Linked DNA regions of Arabidopsis thaliana: region 2 is linked to region 1. The links are chromatin contacts, called in public capture Hi-C maps. All regions are on one chromosome and are shown on one strand. The core of a region is the stretch at or near the end of the contact, and the rest is flanking DNA. Distances in the headings are between cores, read along the strand shown. Region 1 holds the start of ELF8 (binding protein). Region 2 holds the start of XTH4 (xyloglucan endotransglucosylase/hydrolase 4).

Region 1 (5,483 bases), core at 1,787-4,286:
GTGTCACTCGAAAGTGATCCACAGTAAGGTAAACTATATAACAACTACAACCAAAGAATTCATGCAAGTATCAACACCTTTTGAAAGATCAGGCTTAAGAATTATGTTAAACCAAACTAACCTGGGCATCACGTGGATCAAGTTTTGTGGCCTTTCGCATGTACTCAAGGGCCTTCTCATTTTGTCCAAGCTGGGTGTATAAGTGCCCGAGAGCCTAAGAAAGAAAAGAAACGTGCACATAAAGCATTTTATATTTAAAGGATGAAATACAGAATGAACGATCAATAAAGAAAAAGGTTGCAGTCATTTAACCTTCAAAGTCTCGCAGTTGTCAGGATAAACTTCTAATACTTTCTCAAAATTAAATACAGATCCTTTAAGCTCCCCCAACTTTAGTTGTACTTGACCCAAACCTGCAACACAAAAAAAAAAATCAAACTAAATGAACATATAAGATCATCAATCCAAACTGAGCAATACTAGAAATTGAAGCACGAGATATTATACACAAATTTGTTCATAATCATACGTTTTACAGACTGGAACTAATTATTGATGGTCTCATTTCATATATTCTACTGCTAAAAGGGAAATAAATGACAAAGGTGCAGTATCTTCATTGCTAATGAGTAATGACTCAGATTGGTAACATCCGAAGAATTAAGGGGAATTCAGCAGAAGAGTGGAGAAAAGTTACCAAAGTAAGGAAATACAAATTCGTGTGGGTTATTATTAGTTTCTTTGATGGCTGCCATATAGTACATCCCAGCCTTTTCAAAGTCCCCCTAAAACAAGACCATCATCAGACATCAGAAAGGAAGGTTACACAAAGGAAACAAAAAAAGATGCATTCTTCTATAACAGCCCATAGAATGAAAAAAACGCCTCAAATATATCACAACCCAAATAAATTATTTATTACTCGTATTTTTTCCTCCACTGGCAAGCTCAGAGGGTAGATAAGAATGGAATATACAAGGGAGGACAAAAATGTCAAACCTTGCTATGATATGACCGTGCTAAATTGTAAAAAGAATGTGACTTTGTTGGCCCATGAGTTGTGACGGCTAATGCTGTTTCAGTCAGCTGCTCAACAAGAAAGTGCTGGCCGGTGAAAAAAAAGTGATTGGCCAAATAATTTAAGGCTGATGCGCAATAGGGATAAATCTCGAATGCCTGCTGCATTCTGTCCATTCCTTTCCTCATTCCTATAGCTATACATATGTAATATCATCAGTGAAGGCCAAAGAGAAGTAAAGTTAATAGAATCTTTCCAGCCCACACGCATTATCATAAGATTTAGAACTGAGGTATACTTACAATCATTTGCTTGCAAATCCATAATCCCAAGTGCCACAAGAGCCTCAACATTATCAGGATCTAGCTGCAGAAATAGAATTATGGTAATTAGCACTATTTGTTGACGCATACAGTCAGCTATGTCATAAGAAGATGAGATAAACATCCCAGTCCCACTTGCCTGCAAAACGCGATCAAACGCTTGCCGTGCTTTATCTAGTTGCCCCAACTTATAACGACAAAACCAATTCCCAGTCTCACAGCTGCAGGACAACCGGGAAATACTTGCAAGGCCCTCTAAAAGAATTCAAAACATAGACAAATCAAAATACTACCAATTTGTTCCATAAATAGACTAGATGGTTCACTTGAACAATCAAAGCCATGAGATTTACAGCCAAAATGAAGAAGTGGTATACAGAAATATAGTAGGTTATAAGGAAAAGCTTACCTTGTATAGTTGTAATGACTCAGAAAATCGTCCACGATTAAATTCTACAGAAGCCTGTATACGTGATAGAGCAAGTTATTAATTTGCAGAAAAGTAAACAATAGACTAATACTGTGTCAGGCCTAGGTTGGTAAGAAAGAGAGCGTCAGAATCAAATTCTTACTACCACCAATAAATTCTAGTATACAGAATCTACCTACCTACAAATTATTAGCTAAGTGACAGAAAATGAAATCACAAGTCATTATACCTGACCCAGAAGAGCAGGAACATTATCAGGGGCAGTGTCTAACACAATCTTAAATGCCTGAAGAGCATTATCTATTTCACCCTTAGCCAGTAAGAGCTGACCTGTAAGCAGACAATTACATTTCAGGATTCTGTATCTTAGTAAACATAGAGCATCATCACAACCTTCAAATTCTTAAAGCGTACATTGTACAGGGAGAACCGGAAAAGAAAGATTGTTATAGGAATTGCTTGCAACAGAAACTTATCAGTCGAAACGAATCTGGTAGTACCTTTCCCAACCCAAGTGGAAGGTTCATGCATATCGATTCTCGATGCTTTGTTATAATATCGTGTGGCAGAGATAAATTGCTCCTCTTTCTCTCTGTTTTTGGTCTCAGTTTTACCAAGGTAGCTATAATACGCACCTAGAGCATTCAAAATCGCTATTCTCTCGTACTTAACATCGGCATAGTACTCGTCAATGTCTTGCCAAAAAGAAACAAAAAGGACTTATATTTTCGAAATAACCAATTCTAGAACAAATTGAAGCAGCATCATCGTATAACTGCTTACCAGAACTTGACCCTTCCTCCAATATTTGTCGAAACTGTTCAATTTTTCCTTGTTTGAAGTACTCCCTCTTCACCATAGATGAAACCAAAATCAGAATTGGAAAAAAAAACAATCTTTAAGCAAATCAGCCACAAAAGCAACTAACTTTTGAAGTGTTAATCAAAACCCATCAGCCATTAACTAAGAAAAACTCAACAAAACTCGATTCCAGATAGAACCTAATTAGAGTGGAAAAGAACGAACCGCGATGATGAGCCAGAGATCGAGAGGAGCTTGTTCGGCTTTAAGAATATCAAGTATATCAGAAGCGTCACGAGGGAGCTGATCAAGAACAACCCTAACTTCTTCTTCTGAATTCTGAACCGGTATGTACACACTCGCCATTGCCCGGCTAAGTGAGGATTACCAGAAACCCTAGAAGAAATTGCAGTGGCGAATTTTTCGAATAGAGAGTATGTGTGTGTGCCAACGATGAAGTGAATCGAACAATCGATTACAAATCTGTTTCTTTTTTATTTGTGACCTTGGTTTGGTCTGATAAGCTCAGATAAGAAGTTTTAGGGTCAAATATGTTAATAATAAAAAGTTAAGGTAAGAGTCCTTTTCTTTTTTGGATCGGTGTTACTTTCTTTTTTTCCCACATATCGTGTCAAATATGGTAAACCTTTACCAAATATGCAATGCGATTTTGAACTTGAAACAACAAAAAATTTAAATTACTAATCTTTAGCCAATTTTTATATCGATCTTTAGTAAACGGAAACGGTCTTAAGTCAAATGATAGAATATATGGTTGGAATGCCATTATCTCAAAAAAAAAAAATCAAGAATGTCATTTTTCTAATTTTTAATTCTTTGTTAAACTAAAAATAAGAAAAAATCAAAACAATTGGTAAAAAACTAAAACCTAGACGACCCAAAAAAGTATTCGATCCAATTAAGATATATGTCCATCGATACAAAACTCATCCCAAACACTTAAGTGAAATTCCTGATTTTTAAAAAAACGGCTCTCACAAAATTCAGATTCTTCCAAAATCAGATTCCTAATTTTTCGGCTTTCACGATTTTTCGACGAATTCTTGATTCGTGTAATAGTTTGATGGCTCGTGTTAGAGATGGTACCGGTGGCCATGTATATGAGTCGACGGAGAGGCCGTCCGAAGAAGTTTCGACATCACAAACAGTTTCTTCAGAAATTGAGATCGACGGAGATGCCGCCGTAGAGGTTCCGACCGAACCAGCTGAAACAGATGTTTCAGCGAATAAGACTCCAAAAAAAACTGCTGAAATTGAAGAGGCCATAGAGGAATCGCTAGATGGTGATGAGGCTTCTTCTAAAGGAACCGCCGATATTGAAAAGGGTAAGACATAACCACCAACCCATACTGCAAAAGAACCTCTACTTGAGGCTGTCTTTATAGAAATCCTAGAAGCGAATGAAGGTGATGGGGATGAGCTGGAGGAGGAGGAAATGGTGAATACAACAAAAGAAGGAGTAGAGAACATTAATTGTCAAGTATATACATTGGAATCTCTATGACTCACATTTGTTTTGTTTGAGTATTAGTTAGAAATGTTTTAGATACAACTAGTTCATATGTGACAATTGTTTGATATAAGTAATTTGATGGAACTAGTTCAATGAGTACATATGAATTGTTAGTTTGATACCTCTAAATTGTTCAGTTGGTCAATGTTCATTGAATTCGCAGTTGCAGGATACATGTGAGGCCGAGGATGATGATTCTGGGCCAGAGGATGATGAGGTTACTTGTAAAGAAAATGAGGAAGATGAGGCTGGCAATGATAGTTTAAAGGAGGAGGATGATGAAGATGATTCTCAGCCACTGGCGCCAGAGACCATGTATTTTTCTTTTACAGAATACGACAAAGTGTGCAAGATAAGCAGTAGGTGCCAAGTCACGCAGATAGTGGCAATGATAGATAGAAGGTTTAAAGAAGAAGCAAAATGATTTCGAAAACACCCACAGTTCAAGCGTATATTCCACATGTCTCAGGAGCCTAACCACCAAATGCAAGGCATGTGGGTGCTTATGCTTCGCACAGTGAAGACAGATTTGCTCTAGGAGGCTTGGTTTGTTGTAAATAGAGTACCTATTAGGTATTCCATTAAAGAGCATGCGTTGTTAAGTGAGTTTGATTGCCGTAGTTACCCAAAATAACTCAAGACAATGGGGAATACTTAGTTTGTGAAGAGGATCTTCAAAAAAGAAACTGGGATAAAGGTTTCAAAAGTTCTTACTAAGTACGAGAAGATACGCAGCGGTACAGATAGGTTGAAGTTAGTGCTGTTGTACTTCCTGGTCAAGGTAGTAAAAGCAAACTCAAAGAATGATGGAAACATAGAAGAGATTCTTTTAAGGATTGTTGGCGGTTTGGATGAGTACGAGACGTTTCTGTGGGGCCGTTAATACTTCTTGGAATGTTTGGATGGGATAAGGAAAATGATGAAGAACGTGGATGGTTTCGTGAAACCAAAAGCTCAACCTTGCTACAGTGGATTCATTGTGCCTCTCGAGATAAGTAATTTATGATCATTATATGAGTATAAGGTGTAATGTACAGGTTTTATGATATTAAACATTGTTTTGTTATTTGTAGATTCTGGCTTATGAGGCTATTCTACAGCTTCAACTGAAATTTAGAGTCCCTGTACGTGCAGAGAAGGACTGTCCAAGGATGTGCAAGCATAAGTTTAAAGAATGTAGCATGAAAGGTGTCCCGTTGGAAGTTATATATAAAGAGCTTGGGAATAGTGAGGTTAGAGTTTCTGTATTTACTTGATTGTCTGTATATCATGAGATTGCTTGATTGCTAAATGAGTTTCTTTTCACAGGATATTGCTAGCCATTTGGTACCTGAGTATCATGAGAAATATCTGTTGGACAGTCTCTTAGAAGATGAT
Region 2 (5,483 bases), core at 947-3,446, 330 kb after region 1:
TTTTCTTCTTTGGATTAAAGTTAGTTTGCCTACTATATGGTTTCGATTTCTTCCGATTTCGGTTTAATTTTTTTTGCTTTGTAACTTTAGTACTTATGTTTTCCTTGCATAGGCCTTTGATCCCAGAGAACTCTCGTTTTCCTTCGGTTTTGTTTCCGAGTACTTTAATTTTGCCTATTCGTTTAATTTTTCTTGTTTGGATTGTGTTGTAGTTTGGTTTTTCAGCAAATTTCAGTTAAAAAATTCAGATGACAAAACAAAAGAAAGTTTGTATTAAGAAGAAAAATAACAATTATGTGTATTGGCTGAAAGATAATACTCTTTTTGTTTCTTATTATTATTTTTTTCTATCAAATATTTTTCTTAACAATTATGTGTATTGGCTGAAAATGTTGTATTATTTTCTAATGCAACATTTATTAAATTTCAAGAAAAATAATTAAATACTATTGGTTTAGAACAATAAGAAATTGTAAATCACAAAAAATAATACATTTATACTTAACTTTTACTATTTTTTTTATTTGTTTTAAAATTTTAGAAAATATATTATTAAAAAGAAATAGATTAATAATTAAGTTCATTTTTAATTGGTTGATGTTAAAAGGAATCAATTATGGATTTTCTATTTTTTTGGATGGCATTTGTGGATTTTGCCTCTTTTTGAATAGTTTGTGGATTTTATCATTTTTAACCTACAAAAATATAATTTAATATGTGTTTTATCGTCATATTTAGGTTAGTTAGTTGTAATTGTTCTTAAAATTTAGTATTTGGTATAAAGTATATACTTTTACCAAACAAATCCAAAATTTGTATATTTTTTAATATTAAAAGTGGTAAACCATAAAATTTTAGTAAAAATAATAATTTTAAAAAAAAATCGACGAAATAGGGCAAAATCAACGAATCTCTGTAAACAGTAAACTTATAGGAGTAGAAACTAAATTTTTATTTTAATATAGTTAGAACCTGCATAGGTCGGACCCTAAAAATATGTTCTGGATTTAATTATTTAGAAAGAAAAATATAGAAAATGTATGTATGTCAAAAAGTCTTGGACCATAATTGGCGGAGAGAGAACCTGGGGACGGACAAAAAAGTGACAATTTGCTCCGACATTAAAGATAATTAATGAAATCAGGTATAATTAAATGAACGCATAAATAAATGAAGAGAGATGATGATATATGTATAATCGTAAACGCATAGAGTAGAGAGGACACATGGAGCCACCCTTGTGGTGTCCGACAATTACTTTTAATAATCCTTCCTTTTAATGAACTTCTATTATTTTGCTTAGATATCATTTTTTTTTCTTCTATGTATGATAAAGTTCTACATTTCTGGTTTGTAATCTTCTAATATTTTGATAGTAGAGAGTTGGAATACCATAACATGTTGGAAATGTTTTCCATTTTGAAAACCAAAACTTTTTTTTTTAAAACAATTTTTAGCTATCGTTATCAATAAGTTCATCACTTAAATGTTTTTGGGAAGTTCACAGTATTTTGGAAGATATTCTATTAAATATCAACTATTTTTCTAGTTTTGTGTGCTAATTTTTTCCTCGGTTATCTAATGTTGTGGTTGATTTTATTGCAAAACTATGTCTAAGTTTGTATGGTTAGAACATCATTTGAGCAATATAATTAAGTTTGTGCAAAAAAGAAAGTTGATCACTTAGTATTAATTTTTCATTATATAATTTGATCAAGATGCTTGCTTAATCCGATCTAGATAATAAACAAAATTATCTAAACAGTATGAAACTACAAGTTCCTAATAGTTAATGTTTTGACATTTACAAAGCAACTAAGTAAAATGTTATTAATGAATTGGTTACTTTTTTTTTGGTAAAAAGTTAAATTCATATCATTTTTAAATTTTTGACAGAAAATACAGAAATCACAGAACAAATGAAAACACGCTATTGAAAAATTAAAAACAACAATATTATTCAAAAAGCTTTTGGTTGCTACTGAATGAATTGGTTACTTGTTTAGATTGGGTAACAAAATTCTAACCAAAACTAGAATCACTAATACTCATTCTTTACCAAATAATACTTCAAATTCAAATAAGAGTTTGATTGTGAAAGCTGTATAGCTGTACGTATCATGTCCATATTACAGTTGTAAGCCATTGTTACAAAACTACTAAAAACAAAAATAAATAATAGAAAGGTCCGAGAAACTTGAATAAAAATTTAGAATTTTTAAAACATTATTATCGTAAATAAAAAGAGAACCTCCCAAGAAACAAGTCGTCCTTATATAAAGCCAACCACACCCCTTTAGCTTCTCTCACCATCATCATCATCATCATCATCATCATTTCTCTCTATCTCTTTCTAAAACACAACCATGACTGTTTCTTCATCTCCATGGGCTCTCATGGCTCTCTTTCTAATGGTTTCTTCAACAATGGTAATGGCTATTCCTCCACGCAAGGCCATTGATGTACCATTTGGTCGTAACTACGTCCCAACTTGGGCTTTTGACCACCAGAAACAGTTCAATGGCGGTTCCGAACTTCAGCTTATCCTCGACAAATACACTGGTACAATTACTATTACCAAATCTCTGCCTAATGATCACAATGCAAGTTTTGATATTCCCATTTTTTATTTGGTATATAGGCTAAAGCTTAATTTTTAAAGGTTAAATTTTCTTGAGTTTAAAACTACATTTCATTTACAGATTAAGTAATTAGCATTAATCATCTCTATTATTTTACAACTCAATATATTTAAATTTTATTTAGGCTTTGTTTTGTAAAAATATATTTAGATTTAACATGGTCCTACTAGTGATAATTATTTTTAAGGGCTAAATTTTCTTGAGTTTAAAACTACATTTCATTTCACAGATTAAGTAAATAGCATTAGTCATATCTATTATTTTACAAATCAATTTATTTAGGATTTGTTTTGTAAAAATGTATAAAACACCTTACTTTTATCTTTCATTAGGCCCCAAGATCTTAGGTACACTCACTCACTAACTATGTTACATGTGTATAAAAACAGGCACAGGATTTCAATCAAAGGGGTCATATTTGTTTGGACATTTTAGTATGCACATAAAGCTTCCAGCTGGTGACACAGCCGGAGTTGTCACAGCTTTCTATGTAAGTCTCTCTCACTAGTCACTAATAATACTTAGATCAAATTTAAATGATTAACAATATTTATTACAAATAAATTGTGTGAAGCTATCATCTACCAACAATGAGCATGACGAGATAGACTTTGAGTTCCTTGGAAACAGAACAGGACAACCAGCTATATTACAGACAAATGTATTCACAGGAGGAAAGGGAAACAGAGAACAACGAATCTATCTCTGGTTTGATCCTTCTAAGGCTTATCACACTTACTCAATCCTTTGGAACATGTACCAGATCGTGTATGAATAATTCTATCCTTCACACTTACTTACATTACACTTTTTCGTATATTATTATATAGTGAAAAGTTGTCAGAATTAACATGGTCCTACTAGTGATAATTATTGTTTTTTTTTCATATTCGGTGCAGTTTCAAATTATTAGTATTATTTTTCTTAACCTTGGGGTGGCCAAAAATCTTGATCTTATCAAAAGTAGTGGGGTCTTGTAAGATTATCTTAGACAGAGACTCTTGAGTCAAAAAGTTGTAGACTTTTTCAGCTTTTAGATTTTCTAAATGTTCAAATAAGCTAGACTACGTGGATAGGTAACATAAGTGACTCACTCATTAGTCTTTATTGTGGGGTATTCAAAATTTAACTAAACTCTAAGAGTCATGTGTTGTAAACCGGTGTGGTTTACTAAAAATTGATTTTTCTTTGATCAGATTCTTTGTTGACAACATACCAATCCGAACGTTCAAGAATGCTAAGGATCTAGGAGTACGTTTCCCATTCAACCAACCAATGAAGCTTTACTCAAGCCTTTGGAACGCGGATGATTGGGCCACGAGAGGCGGTTTAGAGAAGACCAATTGGGCCAATGCACCTTTCGTTGCATCTTACAAAGGATTCCACATAGATGGTTGCCAAGCTTCTGTGGAAGCCAAGTACTGTGCCACACAAGGCCGCATGTGGTGGGATCAGAAAGAGTTCCGTGACCTTGACGCTGAACAATGGCGTCGTCTCAAATGGGTTCGTATGAAGTGGACCATCTACAACTACTGTACCGACCGGACTAGGTTCCCGGTTATGCCAGCTGAATGTAAAAGGGACAGAGACGCATAAGTTACTACTCTTGAGGGTTTTAATGAATTTATGCTATCATTATTATTTGAATTATGCTTGTTCAAGAGATTGATATATGTATTGTTTGTTGGCCCATGATGTTTATGCTATATTTGGGCCTAAAATTACATGTTATAATTCATATATGTATTGATTAGCTATGTATTTTCATATGTTATGATCTACTTACAAGTTTTATTCTTTAACGTGGTAAAAGTGCATTTGGTATTAACTAACATAAACGTGATTATTATTAACTATTATTGAGCGGCCGCTTTTTCTCTAATTTCTATGTAAGACACATGAACAGAAGAAACTAGTCCCTTCCTCACATGCCTGCTTTGCGAGACTGTTTAAAATTTACACATTTTAAAACTATAAATTATTGAGAAATATCATTCTATATGGATAGAAAACTTGTTATTTAGGTCTTTTCAAAATCCATTGTTACCCTAACACTGTTAACATAACTTTTTACGCATGTATCCTTACGTTATTGTTTTTGTCAGTTGTAAAGTATACGCGAATTATTGCATGTTGTAGGATTCTAAGATTGTAGTGGAATATTGCGTTCGGGAGTTTTTTTTTTTTTTTTTTATGTTTTCTTCTCTCCTACTAACGAACATTCGTGTGCTTTCATTACTATATAAAGGAGAGAGATTGCGATTGAGGCAGAAGAACATAACCCTCGTCTTAAAATTTTCTTGTGTTATCAGGGTTGATTGTCAATCGATATCATTTCCTTCCGATTAGAGGGTTCTTCATTCGTTTTGGGTAATTGATTTTAGTCTCCTCTCTTTGATTTTGTTTCTTCATTTGTTTTATCTCGCTGTGTCTTATTAGGGTTTTTCACTTTGTGTAGACGATGGCTTCGATTCCACTTCCTCCCCGGTTAATAGCTCTCGGCGAAGAACCTCGTGGTGAAAGGGTTAATGTTTACCAGAAGATAAAAACCCTCTGCGGTATATTCAACGCTCTCGATGACGATGAACGGCAATACCTTTCTCGGTCTCCTTTCGCTAGACTGTTGGAGTTCCCCAACAATCCTGCTTGGTCTGCTAGTTTTGGGATTTTTATTTTGGGTAGGCAGTTGGAGGTGACTAAGCCTAACGAGATTTGGGTACTATTCGCGGGTACACCTATTCGGTTTTCTCTGAGGGAGTTCAAGATCGTCACTGGATTGCCCTGCGGTAGGTATCCGAGTTTGAAGATGAAGAAGAAAAAAGGCACTGCGGGAAAGACGAT

Evidence for each region. Capture Hi-C pulls out chosen DNA fragments and counts their contacts.
Region 2: a contact with region 1 is called in a capture Hi-C map of seedling, with 2.6 times the contacts expected there. The contact joins the promoter of XTH4 here to the promoter of ELF8 in region 1. A contact is called at or near these places in 1 of 26 Hi-C or Micro-C datasets (root) and 1 of 3 other capture datasets (seedling).

The regions. Positions count from the first base shown.
Region 1 is chr2:2,433,651-2,439,133 of TAIR10.1, forward strand. It overlaps ELF8 (binding protein), which reads right to left and starts at 3,037. Exons shown (of 24, transcript NM_126631.7): 1 at 2,798-3,037; 2 at 2,555-2,621; 3 at 2,272-2,466; 4 at 2,001-2,101; 5 at 1,751-1,804; 6 at 1,481-1,596; 7 at 1,321-1,384; 8 at 1,000-1,214; 9 at 698-785; 10 at 313-413; 11 at 122-214. The coding sequence starts at 2,938. It also overlaps the pseudogene AT2G06220.
Region 2 is chr2:2,761,253-2,766,735 of TAIR10.1, forward strand. It overlaps XTH4 (xyloglucan endotransglucosylase/hydrolase 4), which reads left to right and starts at 2,197. Exons shown (of 4, transcript NM_126666.4): 1 at 2,197-2,562; 2 at 3,032-3,132; 3 at 3,217-3,410; 4 at 3,839-4,491. The coding sequence starts at 2,367. The coding sequence ends at 4,238. It also overlaps the pseudogene AT2G06860.